Linked DNA regions of Sus scrofa: regions 2, 3, 4 and 5 are each linked to region 1. A link is a contact called in public HiChIP or PLAC-seq and promoter capture Hi-C data. All regions are on one chromosome and are shown on one strand. Each heading gives the region's core, a stretch centred on a gene start, on an enhancer-like site or on the middle of the called end of the contact. The rest is flanking DNA. Distances are from core to core; before and after follow the strand shown.

The links. Promoter capture Hi-C pulls out the DNA fragments that hold promoters and counts their contacts. HiChIP or PLAC-seq counts read pairs in DNA pulled down with a chosen protein or histone mark.
Region 2: an H3K27ac HiChIP or PLAC-seq map of alveolar macrophages shows a contact between it and region 1. The contact joins two enhancer-like sites. A contact is called at or near these places in 1 of 47 Hi-C or Micro-C datasets (embryonic fibroblasts) and 1 of 2 datasets of contacts at active chromatin or transcription factors (alveolar macrophages).
Region 3: an H3K27ac HiChIP or PLAC-seq map of skeletal muscle shows a contact between it and region 1, with 3 times the contacts expected there. The contact joins two enhancer-like sites. A contact is called at or near these places in 2 of 2 datasets of contacts at active chromatin or transcription factors (alveolar macrophages and skeletal muscle).
Region 4: a contact with region 1 is called in an H3K27ac HiChIP or PLAC-seq map of skeletal muscle, with 2.2 times the contacts expected there. The contact joins two enhancer-like sites. A contact is called at or near these places in 4 of 47 Hi-C or Micro-C datasets (embryonic fibroblasts, epiblast stem cells, heart right ventricle and 1 more) and 1 of 2 datasets of contacts at active chromatin or transcription factors (skeletal muscle).
Region 5: a promoter capture Hi-C map of fetal liver shows a contact between it and region 1, with 3 times the contacts expected there. The contact joins the promoter of LOC110260477 here to the enhancer-like site in region 1. A contact is called at or near these places in 3 of 5 promoter capture datasets (fetal liver, fetal skeletal muscle and liver), 4 of 47 Hi-C or Micro-C datasets (heart right ventricle, liver, mesenteric adipose tissue and 1 more) and 2 of 2 datasets of contacts at active chromatin or transcription factors (alveolar macrophages and skeletal muscle).

What each region holds. Positions count from the first base shown.
Region 1 is chr4:34,262,030-34,266,808 of Sscrofa11.1, reverse strand. No RefSeq gene overlaps it. Among named protein-coding and RNA genes, the nearest start is that of AZIN1, 38 kb to the right of the region's middle. Within about 2 kb of position 1,533, at least 62 of the 83 cell types and tissues checked have an H3K27ac peak or open chromatin away from gene starts, as enhancers often do. A contact at or near this core is called in alveolar macrophages, embryonic fibroblasts, fetal liver and 3 more, where this site is marked.
Region 2 is chr4:34,546,387-34,551,502 of Sscrofa11.1, reverse strand. No RefSeq gene overlaps it. Among named protein-coding and RNA genes, the nearest start is that of ODF1, 28 kb to the right of the region's middle. Within about 2 kb of position 1,877, at least 48 of the 83 cell types and tissues checked have an H3K27ac peak or open chromatin away from gene starts, as enhancers often do. A contact at or near this core is called in alveolar macrophages and embryonic fibroblasts, where this site is marked.
Region 3 is chr4:34,683,579-34,688,711 of Sscrofa11.1, reverse strand. All of the region lies in intron 1 of UBR5 (E3 ubiquitin-protein ligase UBR5), which reads right to left. Among named protein-coding and RNA genes, the nearest start is that of UBR5, 40 kb to the right of the region's middle. Within about 2 kb of position 1,836, at least 2 of the 83 cell types and tissues checked have an H3K27ac peak or open chromatin away from gene starts, as enhancers often do. A contact at or near this core is called in skeletal muscle, where this site is marked.
Region 4 is chr4:34,725,424-34,730,314 of Sscrofa11.1, reverse strand. UBR5 (E3 ubiquitin-protein ligase UBR5) reads right to left here. Exons shown (of 59, transcript XM_021089039.1): 14 at 4,519-4,703; 15 at 2,160-2,269; 16 at 1,180-1,292. Among named protein-coding and RNA genes, the nearest start is that of UBR5, 82 kb to the right of the region's middle. Within about 2 kb of position 3,169, at least 6 of the 83 cell types and tissues checked have an H3K27ac peak or open chromatin away from gene starts, as enhancers often do. A contact at or near this core is called in skeletal muscle, where this site is marked.
Region 5 is chr4:34,644,795-34,649,551 of Sscrofa11.1, reverse strand. It overlaps LOC110260477 (splicing factor, arginine/serine-rich 19-like), which reads left to right and starts at 3,316. Exons shown (of 2, transcript XM_021090802.1): 1 at 3,316-4,036; 2 at 4,581-4,738. The coding sequence starts at 3,316. The coding sequence ends at 4,017. UBR5 (E3 ubiquitin-protein ligase UBR5) reads right to left here and starts at 3,742. Exons shown (of 59, transcript XM_021089039.1): 1 at 3,209-3,742. The coding sequence starts at 3,270.

The DNA of each region.
Region 1 (4,779 bases), core at 284-2,783:
TGATTTGCTAGTAATTCCTTTCACAAATTTAGGGGAAATCTCCAGGTCTGGACCTCAGTTCTCTCAGCATTTGTCCTCCCCCATTTCCCTGGGGAGGACCCTGATACCATATCTGAGGCCAGGGGTGAGGAAAGGCAGGCTGAGGAGCTTGGCAGTTGCCTCTCTGCTTGGAAGATGACATCAATGAACAAGGGGCTGACCAGTGGTTCTCTCCCGGGACTGAGCCGCAGAAATACAGCCTGAAGCCTGGGGAGGATCTAGAGCTATAAGGAGAATTTCCTGACAAATGACAACACAATGCTGCCTCACTGACTCATGAGGGTCTGCGAAAGTCGGAGATTCGCCCTGGGTACCTGACCCTATCACCACAAAGCAGTGCTGTGTTCCCATTTGACTGCTAAGAAAACTGAGGCTGAGCGATATTCAATACTTGGTAAAGTAGCCACAGTAGCAAGTAGCAGAGAAGGGCTTGGAATCTGCATCTTAAATGTAGTAGGATGACCCCTCCCCACCTTTTGACTCTAAAGGACCAGGGTATTTCATCTTAAGCTTTGTTTACAATCAGAGCTCCAGAAAAGCCACACTTAATCCTAGGGTTGGGGCATTTAACCCAAAGAGTAAGACGGCCCCTGAAATGCTTGTGCACTCTCCTCCCTTTTAATCCCCATTACAGAAGAGGAAACTCTATGAAGGGTAATCAGTGTTTGGTGGTCTTTCCTGGCCAAAGTGAGGGCAAGAGATTGTTAAACAGCTTAGGAAATGCAGTAGAGATACCAAGATGGCCCTTTTTTTGGATTTGGGAATGGGATAATTCTGCTCTCCTTTGGAATTCTCCCCGGCACATCTCCTTGGAGCATCACAAGCTTCCTGGTGTGAAAACCTACGGGCCTACTGGGAGGTAGGTATTCTCTTTCCCATTTTACAGATTAGAAAACTGAGCTTGGACAGAGGCCAGGACTCAATTGCGGCTGCATCTTACTGCATAAATTTCTCCGTCCCGGGAGGCCTGAGCACCTTCAGCGGACAGGAATGGTAACGTGGCCACCCTTCTAAACCAGACTCTGCCCGGGCGCGGCGGGGCAGAGGAGCGGAGGAAGGAGAGCCGGCGCGCGCACACACGAGGCCCAGGGCTGGGGCCCCGTGGCGGGGAGGAGCCCACTTCCCTTCCCCTCCCCTGGGAACTCAGCGCGGGGGGAGGGGGCGGCGGCTGCCCTCCCCATCCGCCCGGCCGCCAGGTGCCCAGAAACTCGGCCTCCCCCTCCCGCCCCCGCGCCTGTTCCCGGCGCAGCCCGTGTCTCGGCGGTCACGTCTCCCCATCCGGCTCCAAAGTACGAGTCAGCCGCTGCCCGGCCGACCCTGCGGCAGGGCGGGGGCAGAGGGAGGGCGGCGCCGGGGGCGGGCGGGGGCAGAGGGAGGGCGGCGCCGGGGGCGGGCGGGGGGCAGGCGGCCCGGGCGGGCGAGGCCGGGCGCCGGGCTCCCTCCTCCCTCCTGCACCACGCGGGTAGGTCTGCGAGGAGCCAGGGCTCCGCCCTTCGGGCCCGAGTCGGCCCGGGCCCAAGGGGCGAGGCGCGGGCGAGGTCGCGGCACGGCGGCCACCGCCCCTGCTGGGCGGGAGGCGGGCGGAAGGCGGGGCGAGGGGGAGGCCCGGCAGGGGAAACCGGGAGGCCGCGCCTCCGGAGCCGCGCGCCGGCCGGTGTTGCTGGGGAGAAAAGCGCAGCGGCGGCTCCGCCCTGAGCCCCGCGACCGCAGCGCCCTCTGCTGGTGGGGTTTCGGAACTGCACAGAGACTCCATCCGCACCTGCCAGGAGGAGAGCTGGTAGAAATTACTGTTCAGTTAACGATGCCATTCTTAGAAAAAAAAAGAAACAAATTCAAAAATAAGTCCTGAGCATTGCAGGAAAATTTGGAAATGCAGAGAGAAAAAAGAAAAAAATTACTCTTAATGCCTGTATCTAGAAATAAACACTTCTGGAATTTTAGTGACTGCCCTTCCAGGGCTTCATATCTTTAAATTTGTGTGTGTGTGCACGCGCGCATCCTTTACAGCATATTTATTTATTTAATTTGCTTTTTAGGGCCCAACCTGCAGCATATGGAGGTTCCCAGGCTAGGGGTCCAATCGGAGCTACAGCTGCTGGCCTACACCACAGCCACAGCAACGCCAAGATCCAAGCCACATCTGTGAGCTACACCACAGCTCACAGAAACGGCAGATCCTTAATCCACTGAGTGAGGCCAGGGATCAAACCTGCATCCTCATGGATACTATTCAGATTGTTTCCACTACCACAGGGGAACTCCTGGAATTTTTAAAATGTAGCATTGTCAGCTCTGAGAACTCACAGGCCTTGTTTTGTTCACTGCTCCACCCTCAGTGTCTAGAACACGGTTTAGCAGTGTTCTGGGTGCTCAAAAATCAAACGTTGGCTCTACCAACATGGGATCATGCTTTTCACACTTTCATGATCATCATTTTTAGCATGCTTAAATTCTTTTGTATGTTCCCCTGAGTAGTAAAAGACTGATACTAGAATGGTCCACTAACCACCTTCTAGAATCTGAAGGAATGTGTCTGGAATTCAGAATTATTCACAGTCTATGTATATGGTAACACCACCACCATCACTACCAGCTGCAGGCTCTGGAACAACAAACACTCTGTAATCAAACACACTACATTTCTCCAGCAAAATGTAGGACTATTCACATCAAGTAAGATAAACACTGTCAACAGCTTCACGTCCCTTCAGTCAGGTTTTGAGGTTAAATGAGTGAGTTTTCCCCAAACTAAACCAAAAAACTTTTGAGTTCCCAGACCATTCTGAATTTTGAGTTTGAAGAGATGTACTGGGAGTTCTCAACGTGACTCTGCAGAAACAAATCTGACTAGTATTCATGAGGATGCCGATTTGATCCCTGGCCTTGCCCAGTGGGTTAAGGATCCGGCATTGCCATGAGCTATGGTGTAGGTTGCAGACACGGCTCGGATCCCGCATTACTGTGGCTGTGGTGTAGGCTGGCAGCTGCAGCTCCTATTTGACCCCTAGCCTTGGAACCTCCATATGCCATGGGTGTGGCCCTAAAAAGACCAAACCAAAAACAACAAAAAAAGAGAGAGATGCACTAACCTCTGGGCACATCAAGGGTCTGATGATGTCTCTGCTGTGAGCTCGTGTTTTCCCATTTACCTCTGTCTCTTACACACTCTGGGTGCTTGGTAGCCCCAGGTAATTGAGGTGCCAGTTGATGAGATGTGATTGAATGTGGGGTGTGGTGAGAAAGGGAAGGATATGATTGGGTTAGATTTTTGGATGTGGCCACACCTTCCCTACACCAAGCCACCACCTTCAAACCAATGGACTTCAGCACTTGTGCGGTTGCCTTTGTTTCTTCCAAGGCTATGCTTGTTCTAGTGGACCCCACTGAGAGCAGCCAAATTCCCCCCAAACAAACACCGCCATCCACGGGCCTATGCGGCCAAAAAGATGCTACGGTATCTTGTCCAGAAGGGCCTGGGAATCAAGACATTCAACTTAAGAGTCGTTGGTTGAGCCGTGATCACATGTTCTGCAGCCTCTGAGCTGGGCCTCTCTCTGAGCTCCAGACTGGATATCCAGCCTCCTGCTGACATCTCCACTCAATCCCCAAATTTACTTCAAATGCCATGTGTCCAAGACCCTACCCATGACCCACTCAAAGCCTGGTCCTCTTTTGTGACCCAGGTCCTGACCAAGCCCATCAGCCATCTAGTGAAACAAGCTAGAAGCTCAGGCATCTTCCCTCTCTTCCTCCTTCATCCTTACCCACCTCAACACGTCTTGCCCATTTACCTCTGAAGCAGCCCTCCACGGCACCACCATCCAGTCCCAATGCCAGAGCCTAAGCAGGCTGCCAATCCAATTCTTGCTCTACTCAGGTCCTTTCTGCACAATGAGGCCAGGCTCCTTTGAAACATAGACTCAGTTACTTCACTCATGGCCCAGGACCACCAGGAGCAGCTGCCAAGGTTTATCACTTCTCCTAGGATTTCAGCAAGATCATTTGACAGCTCTGAAATGCACCCCACCCCCATCTTTCTTAGGATAGAAATAAAAATCTATGAAAAGGCCTGCAGAGCCCTCTCTGCTGGAGCGGGCTTTGTCCTGACAAGGCTCGTGCCAGGAGTCTCTGCCCTGCACTTGCTGTACCCCTTGCCCAGAACATTCTCCCTCCATCTCTTCACCTACTTCACTCCCACTCTTCACTCCCATTATTTCCCCAAGAAGTCTTCCTGACCAAGGAAAGGGCCCTTTAGCACCAGTGCTGCTCCCTCAAAGCTGCTCCGTTTTGGAGTCATACATTTATTTGTTGATTCGATCCATGCCTGCTTCCCACAGGAATTCTTGTGCCTGGTTTGCCCATCATGGTGCTCCCACCTCCAGGTCCAGTGCTCGGCGTTAAGTAAGTGCTTCATGAATATGTGTTCCATGAATCCACTGCCTTATCTGCTCACTCATCTTAGGACAAGCCAAGGAGGAGAACCAGAAGCACAGAAAGGAGGGAGTGTGTGTGAGTTCACTTATCAAGCCCCCCCAAAAGTGCATCTGTTATGTGTCAGGCTCTGGGGATGTGAAAAAGTTGGCAGAAGAGAAACCAGTTGACTGCCTTCAAGATCTTAACTTCTAGGAGTTCCTATTGTGGGTCAGAGGTAATGAACCCAACTAGTATCCGTAAGGTTTGATGCCAGGTCTCACTCAGTGGGTTAAGGATCTGGCATTGCCATGAGCTTGGTAGGTTGCA
Region 2 (5,116 bases), core at 628-3,127, 280 kb before region 1:
AGATGGAGGCAGAGATGGGCGTTGTGTTGCCACAAACCAGAGAAGGCCAGAGCCGGAAGGATTCTCCCCCTGGAGCCTTTGGAGGAAGCATGGCCTTGTGTCTTCTCAAGTCTGTACTTTTGACCTCTAGAATTGTGAGGAGAATAAACTACTGTTTTAGGCCACCGAGCTTATGGTCATTTGTTATAGCAGCCCTGGGAAACCAATACAGACATTTTTATCTCCACTTTACAGACGAGGAAATGAAAGTACACTAACTTGCTTAGGGTGCGTTTTTATGCAAAGCACTGATTTATGCTAGATAAACATGAAGCTACTGAGTGCCTTTAAGAGAAACGATGAGGTGGAGTTCCCATTGTGGTACAGCAGAAACGAATCCGACTAGGAACCATGAGGTTGCAGGTTTGATCCCTGGCCTCGCTCAGTGGGTTAAGGATCTGGCATTGCCGTGAGCTGTGGTGTAGATGACAGATGCGGCTCAGATCTGGTGTTGCTGTGGCTCTGGTGTAGGCCGGCAGCTACAGCTCCGATTTGACCCCTGGCTTGGGAACTTCCATATACCCTGGGTGCGTCCCTAAAGAGCAAAGAGAGAGAGAGAAAAACAATGAGGAACCGAAATAGGAAAATTAGGACAAAGTGTAGCTCCAGGTCTTCACAGGAGGAAAAGAAAAGGAGTCCATAGCATTTCAGTTAATGTGCTACTCCTCACATATACTCATTTAATTAGGTCAGGAGAAAGCTAGCAAAACAGAACTCAGGACGACGCGTAAAACAGCTCAGCACAACCCCATGGAAGAGACCAGCCCAGCCAGAACCAGCCCCGAAAACTGATTAGACTCGTGGGAGACTCCTAGCAGATTAAATTAATAGAGCAATTAGGGGCAAGGAAGCAGACTAAGCCGCTTAAAAACTAGGAACCGAAGAGAAAATTTGATTTGTAGGAAGGTCTCTGGTCGTGAACTTTAGTTTCTCTTTGGTTTCTTTTTAAGATGCTGAAATGGCAGGTCTGAAGAGCAGGAGATAATCACGGATTTATTCTGAAATGCAAACGGTGGGGAATCATTAATTTTTAAGGACCACTCATTTCTGGAGGAGCCAAGGAGCCGTGCCTGGTCTCCAGGGTTTTAATTCACTTACATGCAGGGGAAAGATTTCTCCTAACCTACATCATCATCCCAAGAGGCTTCTCTTGCCTTTCTTTTGAAAAAAAATTTGCATTTTCCATAGTTGCAAAAATAACAAATGCTCAATATACCAAACTTGAAAAACTTTAAAAGCCACAAAGAAAATAAAAGGAAGAAATAAGCACTATAATTCCACCTCCAACATATTAAAATATTTTCTTCTGGTATTTTAGGTATAGTTATAGGTATAAATATGCAATTCAAAACCAAACGGACTAGCTGCTCTTGAACGTTCGTGGGAAGGATGGGGTGACGGCATAATGCATATTTATGCAGAAAAAAAGAGCCAACATTCAATAGTATTTACTTTGTACCAAACATTATTCTAAGCACCTTGTACATATTAAACTCTAAGAAACTTCTGCCTACTACCAAGTCCAAAGATATTTTTCTGTATTTAACTCATTTAATTCTCAGCGACCGTCTTAAATGTTAGTGCCGCTTGGGTTTGGTACATAAGGAAACTGAGGCACCTGGACACCGGTGCCCTAACCAAACAGCTGGAAAGCAGCAGAAAGGGACCTGCTCCAGCCCACTCGGCTAGCGAGCGCGGGCTGCGCCCGCATCGTCCAGGGCTTCCTTCCTCTTAGAGACCTGGAAGTGGGAGGGACTCACAGTTCAGAGATTCTCCTTGTTGGTCTCCTCCGTTCCAGACTGACGTCGGTCGGAGTTATCAAGGAGTCTAGGTTTGCAATGTGGGGTGGGGAGGACGCTGTAAAGAGGGGGCGGGGAAAACAAGCGGGCAGAGCTTAGAGTAAGGGCGGGCCTTGCCCTGGCGCCGCGGTCCGGGTGGGCAGCCCCACGGCTGCAGCCACGCCCCCGTCCACGCCCACGCCCACGGCCGGTCCTCCAATCAGATCCTGCAGAGCCGGGCGCCTAAGACGCCTGCCCTGGGTACCTGAGCCACGCAGAATTCTGAACCTTAAGAAGAACTCGGGCACACACACATTTACCTTGTGCAGACGGTTTTGGAGAAATTCAGGGAAATGGCTGAATCCCCAGTCTAAGCTGCAGCAGTGAAGCAGGAAGAGGGGAGAGAAGCCTGAGCGGGCTGAGAGAGAGGCCCGAGGCAGCGGTGAGCCCCTGGAAATCTGAATAAATCTTGAACGGGACGTTGTACATTATATTGTCCGCAAACACGGAATAGAGGATACAACCAATTTGCTTCTCAGGCCCAAAGGGCTGAATGATCTCAGCTGACATCTGGAAGATATACATTCACACATGCATATACATACACGATCTCTATAACATGTGTATTATGTATTGTATGTTATATATAACATATACGACACAAAATATGATACAAATACATATGTAAATAATTCTTTACAAAAGTGACATATATAATATATCTATACAATGTACAGTATTATAGAAATATGGCATGATGCTTACATTCAATTATATGACAGCTACACAACAAAATACACATTTTGTAAGATATACAAGCACTTTTTTTTTTTTTTTTTTTTTTGTCTTTTTAGGGCCGTACCCGCTGCATATGGAGGTTCCCAGGCTAGGGGTCGAATCGAAGCTGTAGCCACCAGCCTACACCAGAGCCACAGCAACGTGGGATCCGAGCCGCGTCTGCAACCTACACCACAGCTCACGGCAACGCCAGATTGTTAACCCACTGAGCAAGGCCAGGGATCGAACCTGCAACCTCATGGTTCCTAGTCGGATTCGTTAACCACTGCGCCACGATGGGAACTCCTGTGGGTTTTTTTTAACCTAGGAATATATGTGGACCATTTTATGACCATTTTATCATTTTAATAATGTTCCTTTTTTTTTGGCCATACCCTCAACATGCAAAATTAGCCTGGGCCAGGGATAGAGCCTGCACCACAGCAGTGACAACACCAGGTCCTTAACTGTTCGGCCATCAGGGAACTCCATTTTAGTAATATTCTTTTACAATATGATTGTTAATGCATTTTTATATTCTATGTGGAGGCATCATAATTTGCTTAAAACCAGTCTCCAATTTGGTTATTTTGGCTATTTTGAGTTTTTGTTATTATAAATAATGCTGCCAATGAACTTTCTTATAAATAGACTTCTGATTTAACCCCTAGCGCCAGTCAGGGCTTGACGGGAAACAAGTGGCATGCTAAAACTGGGCTGGTGAGGGTGTCTAATAAAAGGACAATGTACACCTGTGTGAAACCAGCCAAGGATGGGGCAGTGCTGGCAGTACTACCACCCCCGCCTGGGGCAGGCAGGGAGGGAGCAGTTACCAGACCCTGCAGAGGGTGATGTTTGGGGAGGGCCACCTGACAGATGTGGCCGTGGGTGCAGAGATGCAGCAAACCCAGGCAGCAGAGGAAACCAAAGAACCGGTGTCCTCACCCTCTTCCCATCTTCCCAGCTCTTTCCCATGACTCAGTAGCAGAACCCAGCCAGGCCACACAGGTCGACCTGCAGGGGCACAGAGGGATGGAGAAGACAGTGGACCTGGAGAAGCAAACTGAGGTTAATGTGCCATCAAGAAATGTGTTAACAATTTAATACCCAATAGCGGTGTAAAAGGCACCTCTTTCTCTATAATACCCATGAGGATATTGGGCATTGCCACCTGTAGGGGACTGAACAATGGCTCTCAACAATACTAGGTCTGAATCCCTGAAACTTCTTTTTTTTTTTTTTTTTTTTTTTGCCATTTCTTGAGCCGCTCCTGCGGCATATGGAGGTTCCCAGGCTAGGGGTTGAATTGGAGCTGTAGCCACCAGCCTACACCACAGCCACAGCAACTTGGGATCTGAGCCGCGTCTGTGACCTGCACCACAGCTCATGGCAACACTGGATCCTTAGCCCACTGAGAAAGGCCAGGGATCGAACCCGCAACCTCATGGTTCCTAGTCGGATTCGTTTCCACTGAGCCACGACGGGAACTCCCCCAATCCCTAAAAGTTCTAAGTGTTACTTTATGTGGAAGAAAAGTCTTTGAAGATGTGATTACTTTAAGGATCTTGAGATGGGGAGATTATCGTAGATGAGCCAAGTGGGCCCTACATGCAGACATGAGTGTCCTTATAAGAGAAAGGCAGAGGGATGGAGTTCCCTTTGTGGCGCAGTGGTTAACGAATCCGACTAGGGACCAGGAGACTGCATGTTTGATCCCTGGCCTTGCTCAGTGGGTTAAGGATCTGGCATTGCCGTGAGCTGTGGTGTAGGTCGAAGACGTGGCTTGGATCCTGCATTGCTGTGGCCCTGGCATAGGCCGGTGGCTACAGCTCCGATTAGACCCCTAGCCTGGGGACTTCCATATGCCGCAGCAGCAGCCCAAAAAATGGCCAAAAAAAAAAAAAAAAAAAAGAGAGAGAGAGAGAGAAAGTCAGAGGGAGACAAAAAGTGGAGATTGGAGTCATGTGGTCACAAGCCAAGGAATGCCAGTGGCCATCAGAAGCTGGAAGAGGCAAGGAGTCAATCCTCTGCCCTCGAGCCTCCAGAGTGAGCGTGGTCCTGCGGGGACCTTGTCTTCAGCCCACTGAATAAACTGAGTTTGTGCTCATTTGTTACAACAGTCACAGAAAAATAATACACTACTCTTTTTTTTTTCCTAATATGCCATTCATTGCCCTAAGGAATTTATTTTTGTAATTTTTTATCTTAAATTATTTTAATTTTTTTCTATACCCCTCTTTTTAATCTGTTAGTCCTGGTGTGAAGGAGTAGGAGGATTTTTCATTACTGCTTCATTTTCGATTTTTTCTTGCTTGTGAAGTCAAATACTTTTTTTTTTTTTTTTGGCTGTGCCTGCAGCATGTGGAAGTTCCTGGGCCAGGGATTGAACCTGTGCCACAGCAATGACCACAAGAGAACTCCATCAGGAATTTTTTATATGTTTAGCTTGGTAGAATTGCCTTTGCCCAAAGGGGAAGGGGTCATCTTTTTCTCCTTGGTTTGTGGAGTGTTTTGTATCATAA
Region 3 (5,133 bases), core at 587-3,086, 420 kb before region 1:
CTTTACATGCGATTGTGACGGAAAACAATTTTAAGAGCACGGCATAACATCACAAAATAACCTCATAACTCAGCATATAATCTCATTCAGAGGCAGGCAGGAAAGCCTTTGTAAGGTGGCCAGAACACACAATGGATAGGTTAGCAATGTGCTTCTGACAATCCTTAGTACTTCTACACCAAAGATTTATTCTACATTCCAATTCAATAACCTATTTTATTCCTTCAAATTTATAGACATTTTACAGATCCAGAGGCTAAAATTTCTTAAGCACCAAGGTAACAGCAAACTGATGTTAACGGAGAAATCAGTAAAACAGTACTTGCTAAAAACTAACGTATTTATAGCTGCCCTTCAAATTCCCTATAATTTCCATCTCAGTTCCCCCAAATTTAACATAATAATTTTAGTCACCTTCTCACTGGTCCTCAATTGGCAGGAGCACTTAAAGCAGGTTCTTCAGTTTTATAATTCTCTGCCCTACCCCTAATTCCCATGCCACCCGTTCAGATAAACACACACACACACACACACACACACACACACACACACACCCTAAAATGAATGAAATTGCTAGATTTCTAGCTAAACTTCTACTGTCCAAAAGGTAGGTATGTCTGGATCCCTAAAAGCCTTCAATTCTCCATAAAGGTATTCCTGAAATTCCCCCTCCTACAAGATGGTGCTTTTCATACACCTGGAATCGGTAGGTGGACCAGGTGTAGGTAGACCAGGTGTACGTACCCACCTGCAGTTCATGTGTGTCGGTCATCACCTTATCGGTGGAAAGGGGCATAAGCCGCCATCCGTACATTTCTGCCAGTCTCATTTACTTCAGGCCCAGCTCACATGCTCCCTCCTCCATGAACTCCTCTGGTAGCTCTTAATTTTCTCCCCACACAAATCTACAGCTTCACCCTCAAACAGGACCTTTACTGCCTACTTTTTTTTCTAGTCATTTGTGTTTCTAGTTGAAGTGACTTGAGACTTGAAGCAAAGAGATAAAACTCCCCAAGTTATTTCCTCCCTCCTTCACTTCTTTAGATACATTTCCAGCAATGACCAGTGTACAGTAATACTTGTTATATACAATCCATTTTCAGAGGCAGAAAAGATGCCTGATCCTTTAAATTCAACAAAACTATTCCCTGTGTCTTAGAACAAGCAAGAAGAGTGTAAATATACAGATTTCTTTTAGGATAGTTCCCATAAAACTCTTACAGCAGAATAGTCAACATAGCAAAAACATTTAATCACTTAGCACTTATCCAAAACTATGAGCAAACTGCCTTCAAGTGACCTCACTCCAATCTCTAAGTATCCATGCACAGAATAAAACTTTTGCATATCCATGTAATTTTACTTGAGTAAAGGACTTAATAATCCACACACAGAAACAACAGCCAACAGTCAGTAAAGGTCCCTACAACATCCAAATCAAGACTCTTGCAGAAAATGTCTTAAAGATCTCCTCTTGCCATCCATGTCAGAGAAGGCAGGTATTGCCAAAACACAAATGCACCCAGATTATCTTCTTATAAAAGAAGAAATACTATAGGAATACCTCTGGCATTTCTCTAAAAGCAACTCTCCAAACCTTAAAGCTTTAAAACTCAGAAGCAATGAAAGTACACAGAGCACAGAGCAACGACTACGTTGCTAGACAGACAGTAGAGAAAGAGACATGGCCCTTCCACTGTATCATCATGCACTTTCCTAAATATAGGTTGTCAGTCCCCAACACTGTTCTTTTATACAACTATTGCACCATACTGTATACACCGCCTGCCACCTGTGAAGTGCTTCTTTGCATGCCAACTGTCCACAGTATCAACAATAACAATAAATTCAAGCTATCACATGGTGCTCCTGCTTGGCAGCCACTGTACCTGACATAAAAGGATGTACTTGGGCAAAGCTGTAGAGGGCATAGCATCAAATAGCCACATTCCCATCCCCATTAGCCAACTGAAAGCCTGGAGCTAGCTTATTCAATCCAGTAGAGAGGGCATCCCAACCCCAAATCCCTTTTCACATAATCCTCAAACAAGCCTTGTTAAGGTGTGCTGAGAGGAGCCCCTTAAGGGGGTCTCGGACGTAAAACATAAGGTGTCAACTGAGTCTTCTCGTGTTGGACTCTGGATTTGCTTATGTGTGAAGGAAATAGAGTCTTTCCGCCCACCTACCCACTCTGCGCTGTGACTTAAAATAGAAGGAGCCACCTTGATCCATGGGTCTGAGAATGGCTGGGAAGAGCCTGGAGGGCTCTCATTGTAGGTCTGCAATTTGACTTCAGGACATTTGATTTTCAGGTACATTTTGTAAAATCCACTTTGTACTGCTTCTATATGCATTTAAGCCTGATCATGGGTTCTCAACTTCAGGATGTCTCAGGAATGGGGAATGGGAGAGGGTGGATAGTAAGAGAAGCAATAGAACCATTTATACAAAACACACAGTGAAGAATGAAAAAAATCACTACACCAAAACTCAACAAGTGATGGTTTCTAAAAGGTTGGTTACAACGTAGAATCAGAAACCCTATCAATGAACTCTTAACACTCGAAGCCAATACTAAAATCCACCAGTCTGGGAGTTCCCGTCCTGGCGCAGTGGTTAATGAATCCGACTAGGAACCATGAGGTTGTAGGTTCGATCTCTGACCTTGTTCAGTGGGTTAAGGATCTGGCGTTGCTGTGGCGTAGGCCGGCGTCTACAGCTCTGATTATTAGACCCCTAGCCAGGGAACCTCCAAATGCCGTGGGAGTGGCCCTAGAAAAGGCAAAAAGACAAAAAAATAAAATAAAATCCACCAGCCTATCTTGTACTCTATCATTTACCCATACATGATTCTCTTTAGATATACAACTGTACAGCAATGTGGCATATGTGACATAAAGCATATTAAAAATTTTTAATCCTGCCTCCCTGATAATATTAAACTTCCCATGAGGCACTAACTATTTATCATCTGAATAGGGAAGGGGAGGCAGTACAGGCAAGGATACTAAAGAACCTCTAAGACTGATATGCAAAAGCTACAGTCAGTTACTAGAAGGGAGTCCTAAGGAAAAGTCACAAACTGCCACCTTGCAGATGTATACATGATACTGAATCACTTTTAAAAGACTATTTGCCAACATGGAGATTTGAAAACCTCACACAGATTTCCAGACTTCTAGCTTCTCTTAAAAAACGAGATCTAGCAACCAAGCTTAGACAGCCCAGTGTGACTAGAGGTGCCCTTACCTGCCTAGCGCCTGGAGACATATGGGTTTGAGATCACTGCTACAGAAGGATTATTCTTCCCACTCTCTGATAAAGGATATTTCCTTAGTGAAGAATAATCGGAGATCCCGTAGTGGCGCAGCAGAAATGAGTCTGACTAGTATCTGTGAGGATGTGGGCCTGATCTCTGGCCTGGCTCAGTGGATCGGGATCTGGTGCTGCTGTGAGCTGTGGCATATAGGTCGCAGATGTGGCTTGGATCTGGCATTGCTGTGGCTGTGGTGTAGACTGGCAGCTGTATCTCCGATTCCTGGGAACCTCCATATGCTGCCCGTGCAGCCCTAAAAAAGCAAAAAAAAAAAAAAAAAAAAAAGGAAAAGAAGAAGTATAATCTGTTCTTTTTTTTTTTGGTCTTTTTCTTTTTAGGGCCACACCTGCAGTATATGGAAGTTCCCAGGCTAGAGGTAGAATCGGAGCTATAGCTGCCAGCCTAGATCACAGACAGAGCAATGCCAGATCGGAGCCATGTCTGCAACATACACCATAGCTCATGGCAACACCAGATCCTTAACCCACTGAGCAAGCAAGGGCAGGGATGGAACTGCATCCTCATGGATACTAGTCAGGTTCGTTAACCACTGAGCCACAATGGGAATGCCTGTTCTATTTTATTATACAAATCTCAGCTTGTACATTGATCCCTAATATGCCTTTACAAGATATAAGTCTTAACTACATTTTATTTCTTTAAACTTGACTTGACAATTTCTAAAAAAAAAGCAATCACTTTTTGCCTACCCAGAGAAAACTGGGCTAAGCAGCATACATCTGATTTTACTTTTAAAAGACCTCAAATTACACAAATGGTTGCTTTTTTAGAGAGAAAATCCATCTATCAGCTTCCTGGCAGGCAGGACTTAAACATACTTTGTGCTGATGGAGCTGACCGATGGCAGTTTATATGATGTGTTCATTTTACCCTAAATAAATGATATAGGTCATTCAGTTTCACAGTCAGACCAAAATGAAAAGTTTCTAAACAAATATTGGAAATTCATGATACCAATTTAAATGGGAAATCCTTTTAATTCTTCCTCCTAAAATGGTTTACAGTTGAAACTGCTCAAAGATTTCCATAAAACGAAGATGAAAAAATTTATGTTACAGAAACACTCTGCAAACCATCACAGAAAAAAATGACATTATACTTACAAATTTGTAATTTCTTCCCTTAACATAGAAAATGTTCTGATTAGAAATTCCTACATAGTGCCATAAACAAACATTTTTCATAACAAAATGAAAAGAAGACCAAAATCCCAAACTATTGTGCCATTTGAAAGATAAACACATCTCAGAAACTAAATGCTGAACACAAGAAAATGAGTCATTTTCCTTTAAAGCAGAACCAACCATGTTATTTTCAGCTGCATTCAAAACAGGAAAAGGGAAATACACATACCAAATGGACAAGAAATTTGTTAGGAAAAGATAAAAGACACGGTCTTTATACATTAATTCTTTATTTTTTTTTTTTTTGTCTTTTTGCTATTTCTTTGGGCCGCTCCCACGGCATATGGAGGTTCCCAGGCTAGGGGTCCAATTGAAGCCGTAGCCACCGGCCTACGCCAGAGCCACAGCAACTCGGGATCCGAGCCGCGTCTGCAACCTACACCACAGCTCACGGCAACGCTAGATCCTTAACCCACTGAGCAAGGGCAGGGACCAAACCCGCAACCTCATGGTTCCCAGTCAGATTCGTTAACCACTGCGCCAGGACGGGAACTCCCATTAATTCTTCTTGATAATTTTCTTTCTGTCTCATTTAATTTCAATGTCTTGACAGTAAGACTATACATACATACAAGAGTCAAATTTGTGTTAATGTGTTCTAACAGGGTGGAA
Region 4 (4,891 bases), core at 1,920-4,419, 460 kb before region 1:
TTAACCTGAAAATATTCAGCAAAGCCATGTGGTTGATGTCTACATCCGAGACTTATTTTCTATGGAACAACTGACCCACACGGACAGTGATTAGTGTGTGGATGTTTAGCAATCAACTAAAAAAATTAAGTATAATCCATGAAATCCTCCTACCCTTCCTCTTCAGTAGTTTAGAGCCCCACTCTGCCAAAGAACTTTTGCAATGATGGAAACACTTTGTATCTGCATGGTCCAATATGCCAGCTGTTAGCCATAACTGGCTACCGGGCACTTGAAACGAAGCTACTATGACCAAGCAACTGACTTGCCAAAGTTATTAATATTAATAAATTTAACTGGCTACATATATGGCCAGTGGCTACCATACTGGACAACACAGATACAGTCAGCAATGCACAGAAAGCCGAGCACAGGACTTGAAACCAGAATGCTTGAGTTCCAACTCTGCTACTTACTGCTTTTGATTTTAAGCCAGTGAGATCTTCTTTGGAAAAAAAAAAAAAACAGCTGCCCATAAACTACTTTGTTTGAAAATCCAATGCGATAATACATAGAAAGGCTTTTCTAAACTGCAGGACATGATGGATCTACTCTGTCTTTTAAGCACACATGAAAGACCATCACATTTCAGAAACTAAAGAGCAATCAGGAAAACCTTTACTTGGCAGATATGCTATAGCTATAGACCCATTTTGTTTTTACGATGTGTGAAGAGAAAGGTGAAATTAATGGCATTCCAGCTGATGGACTCTACTCACTTGGTTTCTTAGAAGGCAAGCCCCTCTCCAGGAAGAAGGGAAGAGAAAGTGGAAGCTTAAAGATAGTAATAAGATTTTTAAATGTTACAGAATATCATCTCCATTAAAACTGTCTAATAGTCCCCAAGAATGGACTGTATCAAAAAGTAATGTTATCTCTTTGCAACTTTTCTGTTTTTTAAAAAAGCAGCATTATCACCATAAAATGCTCAAGGAGAGGCATAATAATCATCACTTCATCGGTTAGGGACAAAGGAGATACGTGCATCAGGTTAAAGCATGGGACTCAAGAGGTCATTAGAGGTGAGAAGCAAAGCCGCCTCGAGGAAGGGCTGATGAGCACTCACCAACCAAAAACTCTTCCATACCCAATACCACTACCGCTCAGTTAGTGACTGATTCTTAGATATTCTGAACAAACCTTGCCAACAGGAACATTCTTAACATCTTCCACAAAAACGACTTCCCGAAGAGACCACTGCTCTTCGTTCACCTTTTCCTCCTCTTTGGGGGCAGGGGTAGACCGTCGTCGTTCTTAGACAACAACAAAATGGTAAGTACCAAAAAGAAAATGTGAAAGAGACTTTATAGATTTCATCTAAATATATGAAAAAAGATCATTTGTAAAGGGATACATACTTAAGATACATAAACAAAAATTTCCTGAACTACTACTGCTTTACAGACTTAGGCTTCACGATTAACTTCCACTTCAAATGAATTCACAGTGAAAAATATCCTCATCTGTTAATGCCTGACAATATTAATAAATACACGAATAATTACACTACTATAAACAATGGCAAAGAAGAAATTAAATACTTCTTTTTGACCCTCAAAATTACGGCTGTCTGACCAAGGTTTAAAAAGGAAGATCTGGTGGCCTGTTCTTCAAACTATCACATGACTATTAAAAACGAACTTTCAATTTCCGTGGGTACAAAGCAACTGCAGCTATAAAATTTTGGAATGCAAAAAAAAAGGAAAAAAAAATTGGAATGCTTAAAAAAAAAACAAAACTCTTCAAATTCAAGGTGCAGCAATAAATCTAGGTTTATAAATTCTACAATTCTGAGCAAAAGTTCTGACCATAACCAATTTATAATAATAACAATTTCAACAAAGGCGGGCAGATATTCTAGAGAGTGGCAGTTACTTCCTTCTATTACTACGATGCATTTTACTTCTGGCGAAAGTTACAGCTCTCAGAAACAACTCTGCAAATACTGTTTTTCCACTTAAAGTTGCTCGTTAAAAAAAAAAAATCAAACTAGTAGGAACACAATTTATATTAAAAGACATTTAAAAATGGTCTGAGTTGCCTCAAATCAGAAACCAACTGAACCCAGGGGTCTGCCCAGGACCTTGCTGTGACCAACGGGTACTACACATAAAACTTACTGTATGGCATCGATGCACTGCTGGCAATTGAGGACGCATCACTGCACGTGGAGGCTGGAGAGGGCGGAGGACCCATTTCCGTTTTCACTGGTTCCTGCTTACTTTCAGGCCTGCAATTATAAATGAGACACTCTTTATCATTAGGAAAAAGAAATATCAGGAACCTGTCAAATGGCTTATTTTTAAGACTCAAGTTTATTTTCGTAAGAGAATGAAACAGTAGAAGCTTGTACAAAATGGTATTATTCTTTAGGATACAAGGTACTGAAAAAGATACACAGTACATACTTCAAATTTCTAATAATGTTTTAAAATAGGAAAGGGAAATTATCATGTGAAGAGATCAACAACTTGGAACAATGGTTCAGATAAGCCTTATCTAGGAATAATAACAAAAGCTACACTCAGTTTTATCAACAGCTTTATCCAAAGCCTCTTGAGCAAACAAGTTTAATGTTTTAGTGAACAATGACTTGGACATAGCAATTTAACTGAAAAGATAGCAAAAGCAATTTTAAAAAAGCCCACCAGATCATTAATTTCCTAGGGTTCAAAGGAGGAACTCTACTCACAATGGTTTACAAAACTTTGTTTACCACCAGAGGTTCAAGAATAATCACTTGCTATAAATGAAATGAAAATTATAGTATATTAATAAACTATCCCTCTTTCTTGAGATACTCTGTTATTGTCATACTTGAAAAGATAACTACATCTATATTCCGCAGATAGTAAAAATAAAATATATTTTATTCACTAAAGGGCAGAAATCAATTTTTAGACAGACAAGTCATGTATTACTCAGAAATTTATTATATATAGATCACTCTGGTTATATAATGTAATCAAGGCCATTGTCTTAACCCCTCATCTGCTATTATTCCCACCAGGGATCTCACATGGGTTTAGAAATAGTCCATAGAAAACAGTGGTATTTTCATCAGCATCTCAGCAAAGAGCTCAGTACGAGCACACATGAATTCTCATGGCTGCTCTGCAAACCTTGTGACCATGGAGGCAGGCCAGTACTGACTCATCACCAGCACGCTCTTATAAAGTCAACACATTTCCATGACTAGAAGAGTCTAATGACATGAAAATGATTATCTTCTTAACATTTAATTTCATTTTGATATTGTACTAAGCTCATTAGTATAGACGGCAAATTTCAAGGAAGACTATGAAAAATTTAATAAATCACAGGATATAAATACCATATTCTATTTTAATCTCTTCTATTTGTGCACACGAAAAAGATTCCAAATGCTTTTCAGAGTTTCACAAACAATGATTTCACTACTTTTATTTTTAAGATAAAAATCAATGTAAGTAGAGAGAAAATATATAAATTTATTTTTAAAAACAAGACAGAGAACAAAGCACAAAACAAAGCACAAAAACCTTAATTAGGCATAATTACAATATTATGGTCTATTAAAGCATTTTTTAACTTATTTAAAAATACAAGGGTTTAAAAGTAACCCTTGTACGATCACTCCATTCATTTGAGCAAACTAAAAAATTTCAGAACTTTAAAAATCTATATGTATAGTGTAGTCCCAGTCATTTTTTTCAATGCTTGTATACATTCTGGAAAAAAGAAAGTAGTACATCAGAATACTTAAAACATGATTTCTGGAATGTGCTGTTATATTACTCTTCCATGTTTCTATAATGGTCACGTAATTTTATAAGATTAAGAAAAAGTTATTTTGAAACTATATTCAAGTTTTGAAGTTCATGTAGCAAACAACAAAATTACAAGACAAATATTTTTAAAGATGAGTAGATGCTTCTAAAAGTGTAGCCATTAAGATCTGTGTATCTGGTTCCCAAACAGTAAGGCAGCCTGAGAATGTGGGGTGTACACAATTTAGTGGAATTTCTGTTCACATACCCCTTCAATCTAAAAGTTTACAAACCTTTTATAGAATTTCCCTCCCTAGCACATTAGCCTTTAAAACGCTTCCAATGATCACGATAAAGGAAATATGTTAAGTCGAAATTAAGATGATTACACATGGAAAGAAGAGAGAAAAGTCTGCCTAGTACGGTAAGGCTGAGCACATTATCACTGCTACACAACACCTCCATAGGACACATTCTAATGATAAATGACATCAAAGGAGAACTCTACGCTGCCATATAAGAATAAGTATAATATACAAATATTACCCATGTTGCAAACAGGAAATTTTACCAATACCTTTCAAAATGTGTGGGGATCTTATCAAGACTCCCTCTTGCTAATGTTTATCTATGTTACTGTATACCTCTCAGTCTCCCAATTACCCCCTTCATACACAGAGCAAACTAGAAACTAGTGTCAACTCAAGATTAGTCAGGGCACAGTACTTACTTAGCTTCGGTGGTTTTGCTAGCTTTGTCCATGCTTTTCAAGCTCTCAGGAGATCGCAGTTGAAATCTACAGCTATCATTCATATTCCAAACTGATTCCATTAAGACACCAACTTTAGGAATCCCAGCACTAATTGAAAATGCAACCGCTCCAGCATGATAGAGAGGATTATTTCTTAAGCATACCTAGCAAATAAAAGAAAAACCACCATCAAGATGACATAACTTGAAAACAAACCAGAATTAATTCAAATGTATGAAAATACAACATATAAAAGGTTTGCTTCCTAGATTTTCCAAATGCAAGCTTATATAATCAATAAAATTAACAAAGCACTCAAAAGTCTCCAGCAAGAAATGTATTCCCAAAATTA
Region 5 (4,757 bases), core at 2,067-4,566, 380 kb before region 1:
AGCAAAAACACAATACTAACTCAAGAAATTCACCAGAAAGAAATCAAAATGTCTCAAGAATATCAGAGCACTAAAAGGTTTCAACTCCACAAAATTTGCCAAGAGGGCCCGCACTCTGGACCAGGGACCCTGTAATCACTCTGGAAAGCCACAACCAACATCCCATGCTCTCTGAATTCCCTTCCTCTGCCCTAGCCATTTACACCTATATTCACCTACCAAATTATTTCATCTCCCAGGGCCAATAATTTAAAATTTTAACCTAATACACAAAGACTATCACAAAAACAGCAAGTATAAAAACAGAAAAAAAAAATCAGATATAACTGGGTTTTTTTTTAATGCTGAGTCCATTTTAGAAGTTTAAGATATCGCAGTATTACACTAAACAAAACATGACTTTTAACAGGATGTGGCTGTTTTAAAAAGAAAATGTATTTGTAAAAGAAAATACACAAATTTGTTTTGAGTCCCCTAAAGTTTTCTTCAACTGAGCAATTTATTGCATTACCATGTTGCCTGTCCAATCTTACTGCTTTTCCAGTGAAGACTAAAGTCTACCTAATTATAGCCTTTTTCATCCAAAACAATCATTTATCATTTCATTTGTGACTATCATAGATACATTTTGCAGATTAAAAAAAAAAATCAAGCCATAGAAATATGCACTCTTTCCTATTATCAAAACTTACTAACACTTGGTAGATTTTTATATGAAGACAAAAATATTCTGGGTTTATTCTAGTAAGTTAAAAGGTTCCAGAAAACCAAGCTCTTCTGGAAAGAGATTTCACTCAAAGCAATGCAGCAATAGGTTGATCTTATTACTCTGCAACTAGATATGCAAACTCGATTTTTCTTTTGAAGGGGAGACACAGAACAGCTCCATCAAGTCAACCACTTTCAAACTGAGGGAGCATGACTATCTCAAATGCTGCCTTCATAAATCTCAACAGACCAGACATTTTTACTGCTTCTAGATACAATTATAGGTTCCTAAGATTTTCTTTCCTATTTTTTCAAATATCTGCCACCTCTGATGCCATGATCTCATCAAATCCATCTGTCTTTTCTTAACTTCATTAAATGAAAACTGAAGACAACCCAAATATGCTTAATATCGAATATTGACCCTACAGGAAATCAAAAACAAAGCTGATTGTTTACACCAGAAATTTAAAAAAAAGATAAGGTAGCTTTAAAAAGATACATGTTAATTTCTGAGACTAGCTGAAACAAAAGGAGTGCTCAAAAATTATTCAAAGTGCCCAACACAACTGCAAAATACGTTTAGGCATGCATAGTCAATTGAGTAAGCTAGTCAGGATTCCTGGTATATAAAGTTAGAACTAATATAGAAAACATGCCCTACTTCTCTCTTGGTTCAAATTTTCTGAGGTACAAGACAAGGTGCACCACAAGCACTATCAACTTGGTTCTATGAATGACAGTACAGCTATCCTGACTACAAGCCTGGTTCTAAAATTTACAAAAAAAAAAAAAAAAAACTTATGAGAAAGTCTTAACAAAAGATCCGTAATGAAATAAAACTGGAGTAAGGACTGAATTACAAAATCTTAAAATAAATGACTTAGAACTCATCCCAGTATTTAAAGGAACTACGTGACAACTCCAAATGGTTAATATTTTCAGAAAGTATTCCAAAAGTTTCACAAACATGTTAAATACAATATGGCTACAGCAAAGATTAGACAAATCCGAACCCAATGCCAGAAGCCTCCAGCTTCTCGGATCGAAAAGCTGTTCGCCCCACTCCCAGACCGAGGCCAATATCTTAGCAGCAAGTTAGGCCTCTTCCTCCCTCCGGGAAGCGCATGACAAACAGGGCGTCATGCAATTTATGTCACCGGTCACTTAACAAAAATATCTAACTTCTAAACTTGAGCCGAGATGGCCTTCTAAACTCAAAAGGAATAGAGAGCAGCGAAAGTGTTGGGAGAGAAGGAGGCTTAAAATGTCCCACTCTCTAACCCTGTAAATACTTAGCCCATCATTAGATCTGAGTCCTGGATTCTAAGACTGGCTTTAATGGAGTCTTCCCTCAACCTCCTCGGAGGCTGTTTTGCAACAGTGAAGGAACTTTTCCTGCTTTATCTCAGTTCCCTGAGAGCATGCGGCCCTGCAATTCAATATCCTAAACTGGCACTGAACGGTGGAGGAGGGAAGGGGAGGAATCCAGGGCCAAAACAGCCTTCTTATGAAAGACAAAAAAAAAAAAAAAAAAAAATCATAAATCCTCCTCCGCCCAGAGCAAAACCCATCCCAGAAATTTACAGCATGTTAAGAAAAGCAGCAGTGCGAACTGCAAACGCAAGAGTTTTCCTTTGACTCTACGCACGGTTTTCAGCTGTCAAATTACAACTCAGGAAAACACTATCATTAGAATAAAAAAGGAAACAAAAAAGCTCGCAACATAGGGGCCGGGAGCAGGAGCTGCCAGCATCATTTCGGGAGAAGCAGAGCAAAGGGAACCCAATCCACTTCCCCACCTCCGCCTAAATTTATCCCCTCCCGGGACAGGCAAACCTCACTGCAGGGACTCAAATTTAATAATAATAACAATAATCATGGCGCTTCCTCCCTCCCCCCAACCGCGATCTGCCGGGAATCAGCTTCTCCCCACCCACCCCCCTCCCCCGGGATCTCCAGGCCCGGATGGTCCAGAACACCCCACCGGACACGGCTCCCCGGGGCCCGGGCGAGCCCAGCCTACCCCGGGGCCCCACGCCCGGCTTCTCCTCTTCCCTCTCTTTTTACCTCCACCATCCCCCATCCGCATTGTCTGTCTCAATTCAACTTTGACTAATATGGATTCCTCGGGCCTGGGCCGGGCGGTAATTACATGCCCCCCCCCCCACACACACACACACCGGGAGCCGGACCCCCCCTCCCATCTCCACCGAGTTCAACGCGGCTCCTCCGTGGAGGGGGGGCGGGGGTGTAGGAAGGAGGGTGCAGTGCGCTTTCCCGTCCACACCACGCTCCCCACCGCCCCCGCGGCCCCGGGGCCCCAGGACCAGAAGTTTACCCCGGAGGGGCCTAGCCGGGGGCAGTGAGGACCCCCGTTCCCCCGCCGGCCGGTCGGCGCGTAAACACCGGCGCCCGCCCCGGCGCGGCCCCGTGGGGGAGGGGAGGGCGGGGAGGCGCCCCTCCCCCCGCCCGCCCGCCCGCCCGCTGGCCCTATTACCTGTCATTGAGCTGGTCCTCGGTGCCCGGCAGCGGGTGAACCACGAAATGGATGGACGTCATGGTGCTTCCTTCTCGTCCTCCTCCGGAGGACTGCCCCCTCCCGCTATGCACCCCCCGGATCCCTTCCCCTCCCCAAAACCCACAGCCGCCGCCGCCGCCACCTCCCAGTCCCCAAAAGGAGAGAAGCAAATGCGCAGGGGCCGCTGCCGCCTCCCTGCCGAGCGTGTGTCCGCGGCGCGGCGGTCCGGGCAGGAGGGCGGATCAACACGCCACCGGCTCCCCCGGCGACAGCGCGCAAGAGTGCGAGGCCGGGACCCGGGGCGCGCCGCCGCCAGCGGCAGCCGGGCGTCGGGAGAAGGGCCGACTGGGGAGGGAGGAGCGAGGCGGGCTGCGGGCTGCGGGGCTGGTGTGGTCCCGGCGGCGGACGGGGTCCGGAATAAGGAGGTGGGGAGGGAGATGAGCCCGCACCGCGCGTCACTGGCAAGAAGCCGCCGCCGCCGCCGCCAGCACCGCCGCCGCCATCTTCACTTCTGCCCCAGTTTCTCCGTCTCGCAGGCTCCGCTCCCGAGCCGCGGGGGAGGGGCGAACGGGAGGAGGAGGAGGAGGGAGGAGACCGGCGGGCGGGGGCACGGCTGCGAGGGGGCGGGGCTCCGGGAAACGGGCGGTAAGGCCCTTTCGATTGGGCGGCTCAACGTTGTCGGGCCACGACGCTGTAAGGCGCGTGCGGATTGGTCCGTTCTGATCCCGAGCCCAGCCCCCTGGGGGTGGGATATCTCCGGAGTGAGTGTTCCGGAGAGCACGTGTTAAGGGAAGAGGAGGCGGAGGGGTGAGCCGGTCGGGGTGGGGAGAACTGGAGGGAGGCTAAGTGTGTATCCCCCGGGGGAAGGGGGGGCTGGGAAAGAAGAGGGGGTTCTTCGTTCTCTCGCTCTTATTACCCTCGGGGAGGCCCTAATTATTTTGCGGACCCTTAGGGGGTTTTTGTTGTTTCTCGTCCTTGATCCGCAGCTATATTTAAAGTGGAAATGTAAAATTAGTCAAGGGGCAAGAAATACACAGCCTTTTACTGTAGAAGTAAGGTAGTTATGTAAGAACCTTTCCAGAAGGTCCAATAGTAGGATCCTAGAGCTGACTTTGCAGCTACTACGTTTATCACTCTGATCTCCCCAATTTCCCCAACACCAGCACCATCATATACCCGCACGAAGACAAATGTGGAAATTTCCACCCATTTCCTGCTTTGAATGATTCACGATTTTTTTTTTTTTACTACTTTTAAATGAAAGATGATATATCTCTTCTACAAAGATGTTTCGTTCTTCAGTTTACTGTCAGTGGGATCATAACTGCTAAATCTATCTGCTTTTTTCTAGGGAACCAGTTCATAGCTTTCTTCTCAAAGGCTTCTACAGCTGCTTCAGAAAATCAAGTACCTCTTTCAAGACAAAAAAAAAAGTGAAGGAGACCCCATCATGGTGCAGCAGAAACGAGTCCGATTAGGAACCATGAGGTTGCAAGTTCGATTCCTGGCTTCGCTCAGTGGGTTAAGA